Linked DNA regions of Sus scrofa: region 1 is linked to region 2. A link is a contact called in public HiChIP or PLAC-seq data. All regions are on one chromosome and are shown on one strand. Each heading gives the region's core, a stretch centred on a gene start, on an enhancer-like site or on the middle of the called end of the contact. The rest is flanking DNA. Distances are from core to core; before and after follow the strand shown. Region 1 overlaps TLE3 (transducin-like enhancer protein 3). Region 2 overlaps LOC100626276 (a long non-coding RNA gene).

The links. HiChIP or PLAC-seq counts read pairs in DNA pulled down with a chosen protein or histone mark.
Region 1: a contact with region 2 is called in an H3K27ac HiChIP or PLAC-seq map of alveolar macrophages. The contact joins two enhancer-like sites. A contact is called at or near these places in 1 of 47 Hi-C or Micro-C datasets (skeletal muscle) and 1 of 2 datasets of contacts at active chromatin or transcription factors (alveolar macrophages).

Annotation. Positions count from the first base shown.
Region 1 is chr1:167,837,762-167,843,063 of Sscrofa11.1, forward strand. All of the region lies in intron 4 of TLE3 (transducin-like enhancer protein 3), which reads right to left. Among named protein-coding and RNA genes, the nearest start is that of TLE3, 16 kb to the right of the region's middle. Within about 2 kb of position 1,905, at least 2 of the 83 cell types and tissues checked have an H3K27ac peak or open chromatin away from gene starts, as enhancers often do. A contact at or near this core is called in alveolar macrophages, where this site is marked.
Region 2 is chr1:167,531,250-167,536,309 of Sscrofa11.1, forward strand. It overlaps LOC100626276 (a long non-coding RNA gene), which reads left to right. Exons shown (of 3, transcript XR_131319.4): 2 at 1-4,211; 3 at 4,710-5,060. Among named protein-coding and RNA genes, the nearest start is that of RPLP1, 240 kb to the left of the region's middle. Within about 2 kb of position 2,487, at least 22 of the 83 cell types and tissues checked have an H3K27ac peak or open chromatin away from gene starts, as enhancers often do. A contact at or near this core is called in alveolar macrophages, where this site is marked.

The DNA of each region.
Region 1 (5,302 bases), core at 655-3,154, 310 kb after region 2:
TTGAGAGAACTCAGAGAAGTCTTTTTGAAAGAAAAACTACTGTCAGGGTTAATAATTGACAGCATTTCCGATTAGAACAGCTGTTAAAACAGCATTTGATCCAACTCAAACAAGCTCTAAACATCAGTTCCAAGAAAGGAAAGAAAAAAAGGGATCAAGACGTGTGACTTTCAACCAACGGGACGGGTCACAAGTCACCAACTGGAACAAGATCCTAGGTTAGAAAACTCTTTTTGGCAATTCAGGGCACCGCCACCCTGTTACCGATAAGCTGGGGCTCTTGGGCTGGGCCTTCATCCTTCCCTCCATCCTGGTCCCACAAAACCACTGCCTTTGAGTCGGAGCCTCGGAAAGAGAAGCAGAGAGGAGGCGGAGGCTGGGTGGCGGGACGACGGCTTCCTTTGGAAAAAGGTGTTTGCGGAGCCGGGTGCTGCCTTTGAAAGTTCCTTTTCAAGTGTGGTTCAAAGAAGGCAGCTTTGCTGGTGGAAAAATATTGTGCCTCAGAAGGAACTCACCTACTCACCACAGACAGAGAAGTGTGTGCAGAGACCCTGCAAGCTCGAGATCCTGAGCTCCCGAGTGGACACTGGGAGGACCATCTGCCTCCATTGTGGTTGTTAGGCAAGTAAATGACGGAGTACAAAAGAGTTGGGGGGCGGGGGGGGGACTGGTGTCATTTCCCAAAGAGCAGTCTGTTCCACGCCCGTAGGTAACTCCTGTTCACACCATCACCTCCTTGTTAAAGCAGGGCCTCTGAACATCTTACTGTACACAGAGGGCAGTGGGACATTCTCAGAGTGCACTGCTCCAGCAACGCCCTAGCATTCACACTAACTGTTGTTCCCATCCCTTGGGCCTTTGACTCAGGACACTGAATGAAGGGAGATGGGACCGGCTCTCGGTCCACACCCTGGCAACCTCTTGCTCCCAGCCTGCAGCACCTGGCCAGTCTTTGACTTTTTTTTTTTTTGAAATTATTTAACTGACTGCTCAAGACACATCTGACAGCCACTTCCACCAGATTCTCTCCGGTATTTAGTTTTAAACTGCCCTGTCAGCTCTTCGAAAATGCACACATTTTAACCTCAGCCAGATAAAAACAAGGAGAGGGAGGAACCTGGCTGCTTTAAAGAGCATATCATGACCCCCTGCCACACAGAGGTGACCTGGCCTCTATTCCCAGCTCTGTCTCCAATCTCGCTGTGTGGCTTTGGGCCAAATCCCTTCCCTCCTCTGGGCTTCAATTTTGTTGTCTGCAAAACAGAGGGACAAAGTGGATAACTCGTAAGATCCCGGAGCCATCATTTAGAGTCTGAGAAGGCCAAACCCTCCTCAGTCGCTCTGTGACATGTCGATTGCTCCAGAAAGTTCAGTAAAACAGAGCACAGCATGAGTTTAAAGGACAAGCAGAGTAAGAGGCAAGGCATGGACGGATGCTGGGTGTGGGCTAAGCTGCAGCTGGCTGGGGTTCGGTCCCAAGGACCAGTCTTCATAGCATGGCCCGTTCAAGTGCATCCATCAGCCTAACTGAGCACTACAGAGCAGAGCAGGCAAGAGGGTCCTATCTGTGTCAAGCAGCTACTGTCCACGTTCCTTCTGTGATTCACAAGAAGCTTTCGACAGTGAGGCAAGGGCTCTTGAAGATGTTTCACTTGGCGGGAAGTAAGAGCAATTCCCCGTCTATGAGACAGCACAGGGGCTGCCATTAGGGTCCTGATTTCACTTCTCAAACAAGGATCTCTTCATGGCATAGTCAGCACAGCGTGCAGTGATTCTGGAGACCCGTTTGTGGATGTGCGTAAGAATGAGATGAGGAAAAGGGACCTATGTGAGACCTGAGTTACACTCCAAGCCATGTGGAAATGGTGGTTTTCCAGCCAGCTCTGTGACTGACATGTCATATGACCCACAGAAAGTCACATCCTGGTGGCAGGGCCTTGGGTTACTCCACTGTGCACTCCCTCATGTGTGTCTGGGGTGGACGCTTGGTCTGCTCCAGAGTTCTTTTTGTTGTTGTTGTTGTTGATTTGTCTTTGAGGGCCACACCCACAGCATATGGAGGTTCCCAGGCTAGGGATCCAATGAGAGCTGTAGCCGCCAGCTTATGCCAGAGCCACAGCAATGGGGGATCCGAGCCATGTCTGTGACCTAGACTATAGCTCACGGCAACGCCAGATCCTTAACCCACTGAGCGAGGCCAGGGATCGAACCCATGTCCTCATGGATGCCAGTTGGGTTTGTTAACTGTTGAGCCATGACGGGAACTCCTGTTCCGGGGTTCTTGAATTTGAATCAGGTTTTACCTGGCCCTCTGACACAAGTCCTCAGATATTCAAGGTGAGTCTGCCTCATCTTGAATTAAAATCACAGGGGCTCAGGGAGAGGCTGGGGCTGTGCAGGAGGAATCGCCAGCAACCAGGCACCACAGTCACCAGGCAATCAAATATAGGAAGAATCCAGAACAAGGCATCGGGGCAATTTTAAGTTAAAATATTCCATTGCATTTCCTAGGCAATTCTAAATTGATAGGCCCTTAACTATTGGACTACAAGATGAAATTCCTTGCCAGGCATTTTCTCCTGACTGAGCTAGCAGAGCACTGAAATAAAGCAAGTGGGTGTTTTGTTTTGTTTTGTTTTTTTTCCTTTTTAGGGCCGTACCCTGCAGCATATGGAAGTTCCCAAGCTAGGGGTCAAATTGGAGCTGCAGCTGCTGGCCTAAGTCACAGCCACAGCAACATGGATCTGAGCCACATCTGCAACCTACACCGCAGCTCCCGGCAACGCCAGATCCTTAACGCACTGAGTGGGGCCAGGGATGGAACCCACACCCTCATGGATACTATTCGGGTTTGTTACTGCTAAGCCACAATGGGAACTCTGCACATGGGTGTTTTATCGCCCGTGGGAAGGAAGCCCAGAGACAGGAAGGGTCGAGGCCTCCAGCAAAGGTTCCCAGGCCCCACTCCATCTCTGCCATGCAAAGGCTCTAGGGGAGAGCAGCTCCCCGGTGTTTTTAAGAAGGGGGTGAATAAATGACCCACTTAGCAGCCGGGAGATAATGACCCCTGCTCCTGGAGGGGCTGAGGACATTTACATCACCGATCACTCAGTGATAGGTGAGCCTCCTTAAAGGCCCTTTTAGCACTGACATATTGATCAAATTATATATAACTACAACGCCATTAAATATTTATGCTTCCGAGGAAGCCTGCTGAATTCTTTATGCCGGGAGGGCTGGGAACAAGAAAAGGCCCAACCCTGGTGTGACCCTGAGGATCTGTCTCGCTGGAGAGGAAAAGGGACACTGGCTGTAGCCCCCATCACACAGGGTAAGGATGGCAACGAGGATTCCTCCCGCTCCTGGGCAGAAGAAAGGCGAGGGGGTCGAGGAGCTGAGCGCCATCCCACATGCTCCCTGGAAGAAATCCGACTTCCTTTCCTGTGCCCACTAGAAATCTCTGACATTTTCTGCCAAGAGTTTAGGAAGTAAGGGCATTGGGAATGGTGAGGCTGAGTGAGGGGGTGGGAGTGGCACGGGTCAGGGAACAGAGGGAGCATCTAGGCCACTGACCCTGGAAAGAGCTGGCAATGCAAAGTCCAGAGACCTGCATTCCCGCCCCGGGCGTGTCCTGCACTAGGGCCTCAGCGTCCGCTGCAGGAAGGAGGCAGATTTGGGTCCAAGATAATAATTAGCTCTCAAAAACCAATGAGGGGCTGTGCAAGTCAGGGCCCTGTCCTGGGGAGCAGTCAATGGCAGCCCAACGGGCACAAGGGGATGGACATCACTTCATGGGAGAGACCTGGGAAGACGACAGTAAGTCCCTCCCTGGCTCTAAGACTCGGAGACTTTCATTTCTCAAGACTCTCAGTTTCCATCCATTGGGCTTCCTGTTAACAAGATCCAATAATCTTTAAATATTTGTTCACTTTAATTTCTTGGTTCCCAAACACATTAAACTCTGCCTGCCTCCCACCCCCACTCCAGGGAATGGCCCTCAAAGAGGCTGCTTGTGTAGACGGAAACAGGGAAAGCCTTTTCAGATTACACCTTCCCCCAACACTGCCCATTCATCCCAGGCGCCGCCGCCCCCCTCCCCCCACCCCCCATCCCTCCCTCCCCTCCTTCCCCTCAGATAACCCCTGCCCCCCTCCCCCACCTTCCCAGACTCCATTGGCCAACTCCTGCCAGGAGGAAAAATTCTCAATTCATCCCTGTGGGGTTGCCATGGCAACCCCCAGCCACCTAATCCCCCTTGGAACATTATGCAAATCTCCCTTTGCCCCTCAACAGGCTGTAAAAGTCACATTACCCTTGCAGAGGCAGCTCGTTAAATTTTGGGGGTCTCCCTGTAAGGTCAGCGCTACAAATGAAGCAAGGGCTCCGGCTTTTTAAGGGCAGGGGTTCTCTGGGAAACCTGGGTGGTGGGCGGGGAGGGGAAGATGAGGTAGAAGAGACAGGGACACTGTGGGCACAAACAGCCCCATTGTACCCACCCACCTACCTACCCACAACCCAAGAGCATGTCCCTCTCTTTAGACTAAACGGGTCGGAGGCGTCCCTCTTCCCCAGAGGAGGATGGCAGGAATGGTGGCATTTCATAGGCCATAAAAATCAAAATCAGTTATTTAGAAACTTGTTTATATGATCAGCTTGCTTGCAGACTGGCTTCCTCCCAAACCACCATCACTTTCAACATCTCATTTTCCAGATGAAGACAATGAGGCCCAGAGAGGACTCAGCTGCCCTAGGTCACAAAGCGAGACAGTGACTCTAGAGCCAGAATTCCTCCCCCAACATCAGGGGTTCTCCACCACGGCAGATTTTGCTCCCCGAGGGACATGAGGCAATGTCGAGCCATTTTGGAGGGTCGCAATAGAAGCAGTGCTACTAAAAACTAGGAGGTAAAAGATGAAGAATATCCTAGGACGCCCAGGGCTGCCCCACCACAAGGAATTATCCAGCCCTTAAATGCTGACCATGTTCAGCCCGAGGAACCCTAATCTACACATCCTGATGCTCATGCTTTACCCAATTCTTTACCCCAACACTGGAATCAAAGCCCTGATGTGCAGGTGGCTGGGCTGGGCCAGTGCGGAGACCACAAGAGACCACACCTTGATGTGGATAAAGATCACTGGTCCGAGTGAAGTGAGCCCAGCTTCCGGTTCTGGACCTGCCCCTGGTCCACAGTGAGGTCACAACCAATGCACTTAACCTCGAGAAACTGAATCTGTGTGCCTACTGTTCGGTGGGGCCTGTGGTATCTACACTGCAGGGCTGGCATGTGGAGCCAGTACGT
Region 2 (5,060 bases), core at 1,237-3,736:
TCCAGCGTTGCCATGAGCTGTGGTGTAGGTTGCAGACTCGGCTCGCATCCTGCGTTGCTGTGGCTCTGGCACAGGCCAGCGGCTATGGCTCTGATTAGACCCCTAGTCTGGGAACCTCCGTATGCCATGGGAGCTGCCCAAGAAAAGACAAAAAAAAAAAAAAAAAAAAAAAAAAAAGACAAAAAAAAATAGTATCATCAGAGGGAAGCTATGGCACCCAAAAAACCAAAAGCAGATTGTAAAAAGAAATAGAGCTCCTGAAAATGAAAATTAACAGACTCCCCCCAAAGTTTTATATAACATTTGGAACATGAGGCCAACTCTCCAAAAGTAAAACAAAAGGATAAACAGACTGAAAATAGGAAAGATAAGAAAATTGCAGGATCCATCTTCAGATATTCAGCATCCAAATAGTAAGAGTTCCAAAAAGAGGGGGGAAAAATGGAGACAACACAGGGGAGGCAATATTCAAGGAAATAATACCGAAATAAAATTCCCAGAACTGAAATCATGAGTTTCTTTGTTTGAATCCACCACATGCTTTACATAGCATATGACAGAAAGACCCACATCAAGGCAGATTATTGTGAAATTTTAGAATACCAGGATAAAGAGAATATTGAAAACTTCCGGAAAGGAAAAAATAAAAAGCAAAAACAAGACATGTATAAAGGATCAGGGTATGGGATAATGCTGGATTTCTCAACAACAGTCCTAGAAGCCAATTTATGCCCTCAGATTCTATACCCAGCCAAACTATGAATCAAGTGTGGGCTTCCCAGTTGCAGCACTGAAAACTAGAAGCAAAGAAGCAACATTTTCAAAATTCTGAAGAAATGTGATCTGCAATGTAGAGTTTACACTCAGCCAAATAACACTCCAGCAGAGGTTCTAAGACATTTTAAAAAATGCAAATTCCTCCCAAATCTGCCTTCCATTTTCCCGGACCCATGATGCTACGGGAGGGGGTGTTCTGCTAAAATGAAGGACTCCACCGAGAAAGAGGCAGATGTGGGAGCCATAAAGCAGGTGATCCAATGGTGGAGAAAGAGAAGGATTCATAAGAGGATGCCAAGAGATGCCAGGATTGCCACCACGGCACAGAGCACCATCTCTTTCTGCCACTGGCGCTGTGCATCCCCTGACAGTTGACTGACCCACCTGGCTTCCCTCAGTCACCCCCCACTGCAGCTCCTGGGCCAGCCTTCTCCCACTCTCCAACAGGGCAATGGAGGTTTGGGGAGCCCTCTGTGCCCCCATAGGAATTGAAGAAGATTCTGTTTCTTCCATCCATGGTCTCAGCTTGAACTCCCCACTGCCATTGCCTCATCTTTTAAACATGACAATTACAGCACCAATGTCAAGAGGTCATTGTGAGGATGAAATGATTGAATGTTTGCAAAGCACTTAGCAGGGCATCTGGCACGTGGTCAAGTAATGTTGGTATTTGTTAAGTGGAACCCATTATGTAATGATGTGAAGGTAAACTTGTAGTAGGTTGGAAAAACATCAGCTTAAACTTCAGCCACTGCTGAGGGGACTTCTCCAGCTCCCCATTGTCCCGTATACCTAGATACTCCCAAATGTGTTATTCTAGAGGCATCTCAATTTGTGATGCCCGTGTGGTTGGACCACATCATTTGTTGCAGAATGTGCTTTGGCGAGTCCTCTCCTCATCCTGCCAGGCTTGTTCTGCTGTCCTTTCCAGAGTCACCTTGACACCAACCCTCCTGTCCCACCCATCCTCCACTCTAGCCACCTCCTCCAGTCAGCCCCTCAGGGCTTCATCTGGACCCTCACTGGCCGAGCCGTCCTTCTAGCCTGTTTCTGCGCACTCCTTCAGTCTCAGCTGGGCCATCATTTCTGCAAAGAAGCCTTCCCAGGCCCCAAAGGTGACCCATGACACATTCTCATGACCACAGAGTATGCTTAATTCTTGCACTCAGCATGACCGTTGCAATTCGCTGTGTCTGTCGATCATTCATTTAACACACACTTGTTGCACGCCTGGCATATACCAGGCACTGTTCCTGGTCTTGACTGTACAGCGATGAGGCAAATAGAAACTCCTGCCACTGGCAGGGTGAGTGTATTATCCAGCAATTATTGGATGTCTTTGCCTTCCTAACCATTAGCTCCATTGTTAACGCGTACCTGCTGGAAAACAGGCTTTAATAAATATTTGCTGAGAGATAAGCCGCGGGGACATTGTCGCCTCTGCCAAGAGAGTGAAGATGGGGTTGGGGCACTATCACCCCCTTATGAAGCGGGTAAAGATCTCCGAGAGGCTGGCGCTGGCAGGAAGGAAGCGGAGGTGCTGACAAGCAGTTTCGAACAGTTTAGCAGGAGGTTAAAAGAAGAAAAGAGAAGCCCCACCCAGGTGGAAGGTCACTGTGGTTTCCTCGGCCATGTTCCCCTGCCCCCACATCCCCTCTCCAGCCCTGTTCTTCTGGCCATGCTTGTGACCCGCCAGGCCGGCCTTCCACATGAGCTGGGGCTCAAGGGCTTGCTGGGGTGGGTGGGGGTGGGGGGACGTTCGCCAGTGGGTAACCCCATGACTAATCCAGAGAAACTGTTCTGGCCCAGCGGTTCACCCCAGGCTTGTTTGTGTCTAATTTCCTGGGGCAAATGGGCCTCTTATTTTCACTTTGAGGTTTAGGGTTTCCCCTTGAGCTGGTGGGGAGACAGGCCAGGATGTTTTGCATGAGTGTGGAAAGTCTTGGAGTTGGAAGTTAGGGAGGAGGTGGATGCCAAGGGCTGGAGTGCTCAGCTGAGCCAGCCTCCCGCTGAGGGGCTTGGTGTAACCCTTATTTCTTCCAAGAGCACTTCGCAGGAGAATCTAGCAGGAACACCACAGGAGACAGAATGAGTTAGTTGTTCCCCCCCTCCCCCCAGGGGAAAAGTGGGGAGAAGACTAAGAATTCAGAAGCACAAAACCCTCTGTAGGTGAGAAGCAATAAAGAGGACCATCTTTGCACGAGTGCTGAGAGGGACACTGAGCTCAGCAAAGAGTATGCCTCTCACATGCGTTTTAGAAGGGAGCTGGAGGAACCTGGGCTCTCAAAGCACATCTCCCTGGGTTTGGGCCCTGCTCTCTTGCGTCTGTCCCATAAACAGTGTTTTTTGTTTTTCTTTTTTTCTGTTTTTTTCCAAGGGTCCACTCTGTGTTGGGCTCCAATGGTACAGACGCAAAGAGCTAAGCGCTGTGCTTTGTCTTTGAAAAAGTCTCTTAACATCCCTGATCCTCACGTTGCCGCCACGAAAATGTTCTTTGAGGCTCCTGAGGCTTACACAGGACAGTGGGCTGCATGTGAAAAAGGGCTGTGGCATATGTGATCAAAGAGCAGAACCCTCTTAAACATTCTCCCATTAACCACCCTGCCAGATTGCTTGAGGCTTTCCATGCCCCTCGGCACGCATTGTGCCCAGGACACACCAAACCCCTGAAGCTCGCGGGTATTCTTCAGTTTTCCCTGGGCACATCTGTTCCCATCCGTCGAGCTGTGTGTGCTTATCAAGCGTTACTTGTGTTTGCTCTCAACCTGTTCCTCTTACTCTAATTGAAGAGTGCAACTGTTATTCCACAAGGCAATGGAATATGAGGGCAAAAAAAAAAAAAAAAAAAAAATCGAGTTGCTTCTTCCTCAGCTAAGTTGAGTGCATGGGAAAGAATCAGATAGTTCACCAACTTTCTGGAGAATTTGTTGTAAGTAATATAACTGCAAAGGGTTGGGGGGGGAGAAAACCCCCATAAAATTGAATCTCTGGCTTTCCATTTTCTGTTCTCACTCGACTTGAAAGAAAACAGAGACTGAGTTGTCAACAGAACTTTGTGGGTATGGTTTTTTGGGGGGAATGATAACAAAGGGTTCCAATCAGTTAACCTAAAGGATTCCCTACTTTCTATGACTATTTGGGCCAAATGACACTCACAAAGCCAGCTCTCATCAGATTCAAGAGAGCAGGTCCGTGCCTTGAATATCTCTCAGTGAGCTGGAAAGGGAGGGTGTCAGGGCTCACTCAAGGCATGTGGTTAGGGTGAGCCCCTCAGATCTGGGAGGGGCTTCGTGGTCACAGGCCCAGAGTTCTTCCTGTAGTGGGTGTAGCCACCACAGCCCCACTGCCAAACAGCTGACTGGGCTCCCTGTGGATGCCGCTGGGTACTCACCGCCACTGAGGCCAGCACCTGGCTCTTTTTGAATTGTATTCTGGTAAGCATGGAGATTCCATTTTATCTCCCCTGTCTGTACTCCTCGAAGAGCTCTCTTTTGCCTAAAGGTGGAAAAGCTCCATTGCTCACCTTTAGTTAAGAGGAAAGTAGGTCCAGAAAGAAGCTGACACCATAGTCTGAATTAGCTCTGTATAATCTCAGGCAGCAATGTTCCTAGCAGCAGCAGGGTCTCCTTATCCCTTCAGATGAATTTTTCCTCCTTCCTAGGGCCTTCCTACTTCTCCAGCCCCTTTCTTCCAAAAGATCGAATCTTGGCCCCATTTCTGCAGGTTTCTCGCAAGCTTATCTCTGACCCCTGCTTCAAGTTTATAGGGAAAAAGACGACTGTGGATCAAGACAGTCTAATCCTAGCACTGTCTACCCTGAGACCTTTGACTATACACTTTAACTTTTCTGAGAGCTGTGCTTTTCTCATTTGTATGAAGTAAAATAGCTTATTGCAATGGTTCATTCCTTTAACAGCTTTTTTTTCCCCTAGTACCTGCAATATGCCAAGCACTGTGCTGCTAGGTGCTGTGATACAGGAGTGGGAAAACCAGAGACCTTCTGGAACAGCCACAGGAATGAAACTTCGCTGGGTGATTGATGGGCTCAGGCAGGGGTTGGCAAACTTTTTCTGTAAAAGGCCAGATAGTAAATATTTTAGGCTTTACTCTGCCATTTTAGCACCAAAGCAAAGCAGCCACAAACAACACATAAACAAATGGGGGTGGCTATGTTCCAGTGAAACTTCACAGAAACAGGCAGCAGGCCAAATTTGACCTGCAGGCAGTAGTTTGCCTACTTCTGAACTAATGTGTTAATACTTTTGGACGGGCGGCCGGTTCTG